Linked DNA regions of Danio rerio: region 1 is linked to region 2. The links are chromatin contacts, called in public Micro-C maps. All regions are on one chromosome and are shown on one strand. Each heading gives the region's core, a stretch centred on a gene start, on an enhancer-like site or on the middle of the called end of the contact. The rest is flanking DNA. Distances are from core to core; before and after follow the strand shown.

The links. A called contact is a pair of places that touch in the nucleus more often than the background predicts.
Region 1: a contact with region 2 is called in a Micro-C map of caudal fin, with 7 times the contacts expected there. The contact joins two enhancer-like sites. A contact is called at or near these places in 3 of 18 Hi-C or Micro-C datasets (caudal fin, hematopoietic stem cells and an unstated tissue) and 1 of 4 datasets of contacts at active chromatin or transcription factors (caudal fin).

The regions. Positions count from the first base shown.
Region 1 is chr23:26,833,222-26,839,453 of GRCz12tu, forward strand. The region is part of intron 33 of agrn (agrin); the gene reads left to right. Among named protein-coding and RNA genes, the nearest start is that of ptpn11b, 22 kb to the right of the region's middle. Within about 2 kb of position 3,555, at least 10 of the 62 cell types and tissues checked have an H3K27ac peak or open chromatin away from gene starts, as enhancers often do.
Region 2 is chr23:26,559,747-26,565,858 of GRCz12tu, forward strand. The region is part of intron 2 of agrn (agrin); the gene reads left to right. Among named protein-coding and RNA genes, the nearest start is that of agrn, 140 kb to the left of the region's middle. Within about 2 kb of position 3,380, at least 22 of the 62 cell types and tissues checked have an H3K27ac peak or open chromatin away from gene starts, as enhancers often do.

The DNA.
Region 1 (6,232 bases), core at 2,305-4,804, 270 kb after region 2:
TTGAATTGTTTGGGTTTTATCTAAATCTGGTTTAATTTGATCTCAAAAGGCTTCTTTAGAAATATAATTCTCAGCAAAAAACATGATGTGTTCAAAACTTATTTTCCCCACTGTAAACTGATTTTTTTCTGCCAGAACATTATTTGTTTTGTCCACAGATTTTTTTAATACAATGTAGGTTCTTGAATTTGATGGGAAATAGTTAGTCTATCAGACATATACTTCTGTTGTTGCTCATAATTTAAAAGTAAACCATAACTAACAGCTCAAACAAAGAGCATTAAAGGAAAATGTATTAAGAGACAGTTTAAAAAATGAATAGAAATCAGATAATAAAATGTTTTACATTCAAAACATCATCATCTAAAACTTTCATCTGAATTGATGATGATGTATTCTACACACCTTGTTTTAGAAATATCACTAATATTTAGCACAATTTTGAACTTTTGAATTTATACACTGCAGTGTATAAATAAAATGAATAAATTAGCGAATTACAATATAATATAATATAATATAATATAATATAATATATAATAATTATATTATATTATATTATATTATATTATATTATATTATAATATATTATATTATATTATATTATATTATATTATATTATATTATATTATATTATATTATATTATATTATGCTCAATTTTCAGGATAATTGCTGCCACACCACTGAGAAATACACATCAAAACATTTAATTGAGCCTTAATCAAAGGCACAGAATGCCATTTATCTTTATGTTTTGTATTTGTGTGTGTTTTGTCAACTGTCTGTCTCTGTGTGCACAGCTTTTGGTTGTTGTCTTTGCTTATGTCTTTCTGTCTGTCTGTCTCACGTGCTTGTCTGTTGTCTTCCTTCTGCTCTCAAGCCAACTGACCAATGAGATCCCAGAGTAAGTTACCCGGAGACCTTTTAGGATGAATTTTAATAAGAGAAACTAACACTTAAAAAACAAACCATCAAAATAACCAGCATAAAGCATTGATATTTAATTTTTGCATTGGTATTTCCATTTACATCACATTCAAGAAAATATTTATGGGGTTGATTTATTATATAAATGCACATATTTTCAGGAAGGGTTGCTTTTTCATCAGTTGCATCAGAATCCAGCTTTAGGAATGCATGCTTGGCATGATGATGAGCATTTTGATACACTGATAAATTCCCACAGGAATCATGCATGGAAATACCTGAACTGACTTTGGAAATATGTCTGTGTTTAAAAAACAAATTAAGCCCCTTTTAACTGCAAGTATTATTTAGCTTTTTAGAGAACGACATACATCAATATTTAGTTGGTATTTACAGCTTGGTTTAAATGCCATTTTACTGCCCCATTAGAGAAATGTTCAATCTGTTATAGTGTTCCTTTTAGTGATTCTTATTTTAAATTATTTGTTTCCTTCTGAATGTAATTAAGTGTCTAAGTGGCTGCACTGAGCCCTTAAAAAGCTGGCAGCTTGATTAAATGGAATTATGTTATGTATTATGCTCATGAAAAGTTCCTGCCCGGCTTTTAAGCCACATCACTTTGTTTGTCAAATCGCTCCCAGTGATTTCTAATAATTGTGCCCAAGGATGAAAGCGAAAGTGGCACATTAATCAAGGATTTGTCTCTCAGAAAACTGGCTGCAATTAAAGAGGCTCCTCGTCCAGTAGAGAAGGCAGAGTCACCGCAGGCATCAATAATGGTTAGGGACAAGGCCCTCTTCATTGACTTTCGCTCTTCCTGAGGTTTAATGCGTGTCACTTCCTGTACAAATGAAGTGCCAGATTAAAATTAATCTCAACCAAGCTAGCTGACCAGCCCTTCAGAATGAGTGTCATCAATTTAGCTTGATCTGGTTGTGAACAGAGCTCTTAAAGTCAATGAATTCCTAAGAGGACATCGGCATAGTGGCGCCACATCCATGGGAATGGAGTAATATTTCTGTTAGTATTTACTGTGCTCTTCATCTGTCTTTATTTCCTCTCTTTAGCTCAGCAGCCTTGGAGCAATTTACCCATTCTTACCATTTAAGTGACCTCTCACAAAATGCATTTGTTTTATATAATTGGCTTTTTATGTTTACCTCTGTTCCAATACCTAGTGAACGGCCTAGACAGCTGCCTTTTAAAAAGCATTATAACTGCCACAGAATCTAATAAGTGACCAGCCTGTAATGTTTAATGTAAGCAGAAAAGTGCAGCACATGAATAAAACTTGACTAGCAATTGATCCCAGTAGAGTTTGCTTTTAGCTTGTTAAACACAATGCTAACAACAACAAGATGCACTCTCAACAAAGAACACTCAAACTGCGGTAAAACCTAATAAGTAACCAATTTGAATGGTTTACATACGCAGATGAATAAATAAAACATGAGTAGACATGAATAAAAACTTGACTAGCAACTGTTTACAGTATTTTATACCATTATCAAACTTTTCAGTTAGCTACATCGCTACCTACTGTATATGGGCAGCTTCTTTGAAGCATCGTACTGTCCTGTAGTTGTTATGAAAACTAATAAGTGACTAGTTTGAATGTAAGCTGAAAATCACAACATATGAATTTAAATTTACCTCACAATCTATTTAGGAGAATTTTACTTTAGCTACCTTGTTGCCTGCATAGACTGCAGCCTTTTTTTAGGAAGTATTAGTTCTGTGGAATCAAATCAGTGATCAATTTTGAATGCTTAATAACCAGAAAAGCATGGATTTAACTATCTTTTAGTAGTTTTTGTTGTTAGCATCTAGCTAAGCTAACAGCACACTACCAACATAACAATAAATCACACTCATCACTATGTCATGAAATCTAATAAATGACCAGTTTTTTGTGTTAGCAGAAAAGCACAACTGTTTGCCTCTAACAAACCTTGCCATTAGCTATCTTGCTGCTCATATAGGTGACTTCATTCTTATAAAGCATTGTAGTTTTTATGAAACCGAATGAGTAACTAGTTTGATTTATGAAAACAGGATACAGCACAAAAATAGAAACTTGACACTTCTAGTGTAACAAAAATTGTCAGTAGAAACATGATGGTGCTGTAATAGTTGGCCAGAACATTCTAAAATAACAAGAAGACATTTCAGCAGGCCAAATAATTAATTGGATCTATGATGTCTTAAAATGGAGCCTGCATACTGTAGGCAGCTCACAAGGTTTTGAAATCTGATGGAAAGCAACCAGTCTTTCAAACATGTACTCACTTACTGAAGTTGCTCTTATTCTCGCTCCCTTACTCTCTTGACTTGTTGAGAATGATGGAATTGTTGATAAATTGCAGTAGCTCAGGCATGTGACAGCTCAGAACAATACAACAATGTGCCAGTACCACTGGTACTTTCGATACAGTCCTCCAGAGTTATTTCTTTGCCTATTCTGGCATAACAACTGAAAGACTAGAATAATTTAGTGAGGTCACTCTAGCTTCTTGGCACAGGACTTCTTGTCTGTGTGTTATGCGAACCCTGTACTTCCCCTACGGCCTCTTGCGCTTATTGCATGCCTATCATTTCTTCCCTTGCTCCTGTAAGCCCTGAGTCACTGGAGAACCCATCTGACCAGAGGTGAGTCCCCTTTGCCTGAAGTGTTTCCAAAGGCACGCCGTCCTCCCACACTCAGCCACCCTGCACATGCTGAAGGCCAGGGCTTTTGTCAGGCAGCAGACCACCGCTGGTTTAATCAAATCTTTGGTAATTTGTTGTGTAATATGTTTATTTGTGTTAGACTATACAGTACATCTATGAAGATTTTAAATCTAAAAACTATGTGACATGCTCTACTGATTAGGATATGTATAAATAATAAGGACACCCCTATTAGGTAATATATATATATACAGTTGAAGTCAGAATTATTAGCCCCTCTGAATTATTAGCCCCCTGTTTACTTTTTCCCCAATATCTGTTGTACGGAGAGATTTTTTTCAACACATTTCTAAACACAATAGTTTTAATAAATCATTTCTAATAACTTTTTGCCATGATGACAGTGAATAATATTTGAAAAGATGTTTTGCAAGACACTTTTATACAGCTTAAAGTGACATTTAAAGGCTTGAGTAGGTTAATTAGGATAACTAGGCAGTTATGGGTAATTAGGTAAGTTATTTTATAACAATAGTTTGTTCTGTAGACAATCGAAAAAAAATATAGCTTAAACGGGCTAATAATTTTAACTTAATTGTTTTTTTATAAAATGTAAAACTGCTTTTATTCTAGCCGAAATAAAACAAATAAAACTTTTTCTAGAAGAAAAAAAAACTGTTAGGGATTTCCTAATTATTAGATGCATATCCTATTAATAACAAATACATTTAAGAGCTGGTATGCTATTTTTCAAAACCTCAGAATCAGCAATTTTGTATTTAGGATTATAAAATATTGGAATTTTGATATGGTAAGATAATATAATACAAGAACTGTAATATAAGACATTTGTAATGTTGTAATATTTCTATTTGAAATTATCTTTTGAATGTTTTATTCGTTAAAATTTTGAAAATAATGCATAATAGCTTCCTCAAAAATATTAAGCAATCATTTTTGGAACAAATTAACACTGATCATTTAATTTTTCAGCTTTCCCATCATAGATATAAATTTTATCTTAAAATAGGAGAATACTGTTGTTTATATTTCACAATATTTATATGATTGTGTTTTGACATATTAAAAGAAATAATAATAGTTCCGAACTTTTGAATTTATCTAATATAAATATGATAATGACCTTCATATTTTAACTCTGTCACAAACATTTCTCTGTCAAACAACACAAAATGATGGGGCATATGATGAAATCTATTAAACAAATCTTAAAGTTTTTATATACATAAAGCATCTATTTTGAGCTTTGCTACTGATGATTCAGAGACATGAAAGACACATATTTAATCCCCATTCCTATGTGAGCCACTGCCCCCTGTGGGTGGAAAGCATAAATTACTTTTAAATCTCATCGGTTTGTGAGAAATGATACACCACCCTATTTCGCTAGCAGCTGCTCGAAGATTTTCTAAAAGGCAAAATACTCAAAGTAGATTTCTTTTTTGTAAATTAAATCCAGCTTTAATGGATTAAGCCCTGCTTCCCTTTAGGATGTTCTAGATGCTTGAGATCCTAATGGGACATGAGCAATAATGAGCTCACCAGAGTGGTGTATAATCACAGTTTGCTGCCCTGATGCTGTAGCCCTGGCCTGGGGCCGCGTGAAGGGAAAAGGCTCATGGAAAGAGTCCAGTCAGCATATTATATGTGTCTCTTCGGAAAAAGAATTCAATTACTGCAAATAATTATTCAGCTTTACGCCGTCACAGGCTCATTAACAGCATTTGCATAATGAAATTCAGACTTTTTAATCAAACAAATTAAGATACGTTACTTCCAATTCTCAAGTTGTAGATAGAACTGCTAATATTGTGTATTGAGTTGTCAGTCTGGAGAGAATGGCTGATTTCATGCGGCCTTCGAATTAATTGTTTCTCAAGGCAACACATATTGTTCGTCTGGACTCTTTCTAGATGCAGTTTTTAATTAAAATAATGCACATGTGCACTATGTATTCACCCAAGCTTCATCCAGAGTTATTTTAAGTATCATTAAAAAATACATGTTTTTCCTGGACATTTTTAAAAACTTTTGTATACAAATGACACTGTGGTCAAAATAGACCTATAAAACAATTTAAAATTGCTGTATTAGGAGCCGATCACACCAAACACGCTTTTCAATTCTGAAAACTTGAGGCACACCGCACTGCCTTTTTGATGGCTTTAGAAAAGAGCAGTGCACTGTGCTTTTTATGTTGCCAGGCAACCACTATATTAACAATCTTGGTGCTGGAGCGCACATCATCGGGTGCTCTTTCAGCACACAGCTGACTTTTAACTGCAGGCGTACAGAGCTCTCCTTCAAAAAAAACGGATGGTGCAGCAGGCAGTTAGAATGTGATATGCAACGTGCAACACGAGCTGCGTTTCCATCCACCCTTTTTTAAAAATGCAGTTGATGGAAACGTCAAGATGCACATATATTTTGAAAATGTGAATAAAAAATTTACTACTATGGAAACTTTTACCGATTTTTACAAAATTGCAGTATACGCATTAAAAAAAGTCATGTGATTTTGTTATAAGAAATCATGTGATAAAAATGTGTGTGAATGGACTAATCAGCAAGCTGAGCACACTGTAAATAATCTGAAATGTTGTTTTGGCTATT
Region 2 (6,112 bases), core at 2,130-4,629:
ACATCACCCATGGCAATAAGCAATGCTTCAGGAATTAGGTAATCCACTCATTCCTCTTCGTGGTCATCAGAGTTTCACAGTCGGCGCCGTCAGGATGACTAATTGGTGTAGATGTTTACCACAACACTTTCTGATACCTCACCAACTTGCCTCTTCTCGTAAAAAGAGTCACCTCAGCTCTATCTGATTACCACATTTCATTAGACCAAGTCTCTACCGATTGCCTGAAGAGACAAATCAAGTTATTAACATCCACAAATGAGAAAGGGATGTGTCAGGTGTGAAGGAAACTGGTTGGAATAGCAAATTTCCACAAAACACCTGCTGCCATCTTGTGGCTATACACGACATTGCGTGAATATGCAATGTGCTCAATCAGAGCATCATTAAAATATTGTGTGTGGAAGAAACGGCGCCAATTAGAGTTTAAAGGGATGGCTCACTGAAAAAGAAACAATCTGTGAGTATTTAGTCACCATTCACTTGTTCTAAAATTATTTGAGTGTTACTTCTGTTTAAAGAAGAGATTTTGAAGAATATTGTAAACTGACAGCCATTAAGGCAATTTTTAATCAAACACTGTGAATAATAAGTGCATATGTGAAATATATTAAAAAGTCTTAAAAGTGACTTTTATTAACATTTTTATAGTTAAAAGTGATGTATTGTCTGGTTGGTGTTATATATTACAGTACAAAAAAATTGCCATTACATAAACTGATGTACAGATATTTTTTACAATGTACAATGGATGTCCATGGCTACCAGTTTATAACAGTTTTCAAATTAAAAGTAAAAAAATAAATTCAAAGAGATTTGGAATAACTTGAGGGCAAGTAAATGGTTAATCAATGAACTATCCCTTCAAACATGCATTATTTAACAAAACTGTTCAGACTATATGTTGACATTTCCATACATACATATCTCTCAAACTATTGCTAATGATATCTAAAACACGATAAATGTTGTTAGATATTTTTGCTGGTTGTGTATCAGGTCAGATGTGTTAGGTGGATTCACTGTAGCTGAGCTAGGGTGGAAGGTCTGTTTCTTAACCTGACATGTTGTTTTGACAAGGTGAGTGTGAGCTATACCACATTCACACCTGTCTGAGCTGACAGCGCACACACACACACACACACACACACACACACACACACACACACACACACACACACACACACACTCTAACTTGCACAGCTATCTTTATAGAGACTTCCCATAAATGTAATGATTTTTATTTTTATACTGTGCAGACTGTATTTTCTATCTCCTTACGCCAGGCCTACACTTTTACCCTGCACTCACAGGAAATAATCTGGATTTTTACATTTTTAAATTAATTCTGTGTGATATATAAGCTGTATTCTTCATGGGGACCAAAACATGTCCCAAGGTCAAAATTGACTAGTATTGCTATATTTGTGGGGACATTTGGTCCTCACATTGTCTTGAATATAGGGCACGCACACTTCAATGATATTATTTCCTGGTATTGAGCGTGTGTTCATTAGCCAAGGAGACATCATTGAAAATAGGTGTAAATCTACAGTTTTGTGTTTGTCCGCATTTAATCATTTACACCAATTGTAGAGAAAGTGTTTCTTTTGGATTGTAAATGTGATCAGAATAAAAAGCATAGACTGTTATCTCTTAAATATTACAGGACATGTTGTTGAAGAGTGATAGCTATGGGATTTATACTTTGCTGTCTCAAGTTGTATGATTGGTTTGAAGGTAAAAAAAAAAAACCTGTAAAAAGTTACAAGTACTGATTCAAACAAGAAACAAACATAATTCTGTCCAGCTAGCATTGGAACAAAAACGAGAAACAAATCTGTATTAAAAAATCCATACATTATTATTATTATTACTATTATTATTATTAATATTATTATTGTTGTTGCTGTTGTTATTCATATTTAATATTATTATTAGGGTTGTTATTATTATTATTATTATTATTATTATTATTATTATTATTATTATTATTATTAGTAGTAGTAGTAGTAGTAGTAAAATAATAATAATAAAAAATATAATAATAATAATAATAACAACCACACTAACATTATTAGTTGTTTTTGTATAAAAAATATTTTTATTTTATATATATATTTACTTACAGTCTTTGAATATTTATTTATTTATTTAATTATTTATTAATTCATTTATTTGTTTATTTAGTTATTTATTTAAAAAACAGCATGTACAAATAGGAATGTGTCTCATTTTTCTAACACATTTTCCTGGTGTAAACAGGGCCTTAGTTAACAACCAGTTTACCTTAAAATAACTAAATAAAGGTACTTCATAATCATCAGTGGCTTTTAAAAGAACCTTTAACATGCTTTATCAAGCTTTTTGAACACTCCTTTTGGCAGTCGTCACTCTAATAAAAATGGCTGTGAGCAAATGTGAATACAGTAAACATTATCAATGTTTGTATGTGATTAAAAGCCTCAATTAAACCTGCGGATCATGTGAAGAGATTGTATCTATTCAGAAGGCTTAATTTAAACATATCCATTCATACGTTTTGAGTTTTGGCCAAAACCCACTTTGAACGGAGGAAAAGAAACTGTTCAAAACATGAAACAAGTTTCTAATGAGTTTGGTATGAGTAAATGATGCCATCATTTTTATTTTGGTCTTAACCAACCAAGAATGAAACTGATTTTCCAGCCTGACCCACAAGGGGGCGCAGCTGCACCAACACTTCCAGCCAGCGCTTATTAGCCCCTTTATTGATTTCATAGCTGCTGTTGATACACAACAACACGAGCCTAAATCCTGTGGAGGTCAACCTGCAAATCCCTCTTGCACATCATAATCTACACTCCTGCCCACACACACACATACAGCCTTACACTCAAGGATGAGATCATTACACAAATGGAAAACTGAATGCAATTGCTTTATGTAGCAAACTCCGCATTGATTTCATGTCTCTTTATGTTTGACGAATGGAACAATAGTGTACATGGCTGTTAGAAGATAAGGCTGATTGTGTTGAGCAGATGATGAGCGATGACCCTGCAGGTCACCGTGGCTGATTTGTGAAGATGAGCTCGGCCACAGTAAACCACTGTTTAACATTCAAGCTGAGGAAAGGCGAGGGCTTTGGTTTCACCCCCACCCGGCTTCTTGTTAAGTGGGGGGTCCATCTGGTGCGCAGACATCTATGATTCCCAGTGCTGTACATTAATAGAAAACCCTGGCCCTGCTCCACATTTTAGTCCCCTGATTTTTCACGTCTCTCATATCTGTTAAATGGGCACGTGAGCAGTATTTTGTCTGATGTGTGAGGGGAGGCTCCAGGGGGTCTGTTTAGATGAGCTTGAGGTCTCCATTAGGCTGGTTGACGGAGCCGGTCTTTCGGCAGCAGACAGGCGTGAGGGAATTGCTCACACTGACCCCCATCCACCAGCCCCCCATTACTGACAATACGTCACCCAAAAACAACGCCCAATTCCTCCTTCAGCACAGCTATATAACTGGGGTGAAAGATTAATGCAGAGCTAGCAAAATGTTTATATAAAACATACATAGTAACAAAAATAGTGTATTTACATAAAAGCTGTCCTGTTTTTAAAGGTTTAGCGATTTCTTTCATAAACTTTCTCAATCTGGCACTTTATATTGTATATCAACCATACCTTTTTTCTTATCTAGTGTTTAATAATATTGTGAGGTACAGTATTTGTGGAAAAAATATACTACTACTACTACTAATATTAATAGAGTGTTGTTTGCTTTTTTCTGGCTAATTGTTGGAGTTGTTTTTTGTAAGGCAAGGCAGGGCAAGTTTATTTATATAGCACATCTCATACACAATGCTAGTTCAAAGTGCTTTACATAAACAAGGATAAAAGTAACATACATCTCTCTACATTTAGGCTAAAAGACTGCTTTATTTATTTATTTAGGCATACTTTTTTGTACTGAATGTTTGTGCTTTCATTTTAGTTGTCTTTTATTTCTTCAATTCTATTTTCCAAAACGAATCCTCTTTGCACTTAACAAGTTTACAATAACAATAAAGCGTGTTAACAAATTTTAAATGATTAATGAAGAAATTATAATGCTTTGACTTATTTTTTAATCTCATTTACAAGCACAGTTGCATATTTAAAGCTGCTGTATAGGCTATTTCTGTCCGTTTGCATTTTGTCCCCTTGTGCCCCCTGGCGGCCTTTTCACAAACTGCGGTCATACATTAAAAACAGAGCGGCAGCTATTTCAAACGGCGGCGGTATATGCCCTGGTGGTAATAGCCACTTTGAACTCTCACCTACTGTAAGTATAAGAAATAAAACATAATTTAAACATTATTAAAAACAGATTAAAATGTGTTACATGTTTTTATTTGATGCTTTGTAGTAGAAAGTGGGTTTTACTTAAAAAAGAAAGCTGAACAAACTTTTGTTTTGTCGTTTATTGATGAGTTGTTTGTTGTTTATCTGACCATTTAAACTTGCTGGAGTTGTTACAACATTTCCATATCTTTTTAATTTATTTGTATATCATTTAAGATTTTTCTCTTTTTTTATTTAATATATATATATATATATATATTTTTTTTTTTTTTACCTTATATTTATTGGATAGTGGAGGACATTGGGAGCAGAGAGAGGGGAAGGATTGGCAAGTGACCTCAAGCCGTGATATGTCGGCGAACTTAACCTCTAGTCTAGGCTATTGATGCTATTGTTTTTACAACACACACACACACACACAAAAATTCTCATCATTGCTGCTTAATTTTGTAACAAGCTTTTAGGACTAATTGTTTGTACACTTAACAGCCACTTTATTAGGTACACCTGTCCAACTGCTCGTTAACACAAACTACTAGTCAGCCAATCACATGACAGCAACTCATTGCATGTAGACATGATAAAGACGATCTGCTGCAGTTCAAACCGAGCACCAGAATTTGGTGGAACGGGAGATTTGCATCATGTATGTGCAGCCGATAAATCTGCAGCAACTGCATGATGCTACCATGTCAGTATAGACTAAAATCTCTGAGGAATATTTGCAGTGCCTTGTTGAATCTATGCCACAAAGGATTAAGCCAGTTCTGAAGTAAAAGAGGGTATAACCCTGTACTAGTAAGGTGTATCTAATAAAGTGGCAGGTGAGTATATATGGCAGCAATTGCTTTACTTCAAAACTTTAAAATACATGGTTTTAAATTAAATTAGTGGCACAGCGCCTCACAGCAAGAAGTCTCAGCTGGGTCAGTTGGCATTTTTGTGGGCAGTTTGCATGTTCTCCCCGTGTTCATGCGGGTTTTCTCCGAGTGCTCCGGTTTCCCTCACAGTTCAAAGACATGCTCTATAGGAGGATTAAATAAACTAAATTTGTTGTAGTCCATGTGTGTGCATGTGAGAGTGTATGGGTGTTTCTCAGTACTGGGTTGCAGCTGGAAGGGCATGTGTTGTGTAAAACATACTGTATGCTGGATAAGTTCCACTGTAATGACTTCTGATGAATAAAGGGTATAAGTCGAAAGAAATTAAATTAAATTATAATAACAATAACCTCGGTTTCCGTTATTACCATCTGTTAATTTTTAACCACTATCAGTTGACAATGACAGAGTTAGCATTTTACACCATTTTGTGGTTAAGCTCAAGATGCTATCCTCAAACCAGATAACGCACATCATACAAAATTGTATGTATTTTGATCATATTACAGTTCTCAAAAAGCGAATGAGAAAATCAAAGAAATATCACAGAATAAAAATACATTTAAAAGATTTTACAAGTAAAGAACCGACTATTGGTGTATCCTAACCTTTTTGCCCAAATCAATTAGAGAAGAATATGTCGCACAGCATGCTTTGCTAGATTTATATGCACTGTATATGCCATGTTCAAAAAGTTCTGCAACGTAACTTATCAGCAACACGGATGCAACATTGAGAAATACTGGTTGAAGAGTGTAGACAGCTGGGTCAAAGCTCTTCAGATTATACATTCTGTTTGTATTGTGAGCCCGTGCTAGGAAGTGTTTCAATGAGTATGACTAATACCGAGCCTGCTGCTATTTGCCCGTGGTTCTTTTATGGCGCTGCAAATGTGCAAAAGATATCATC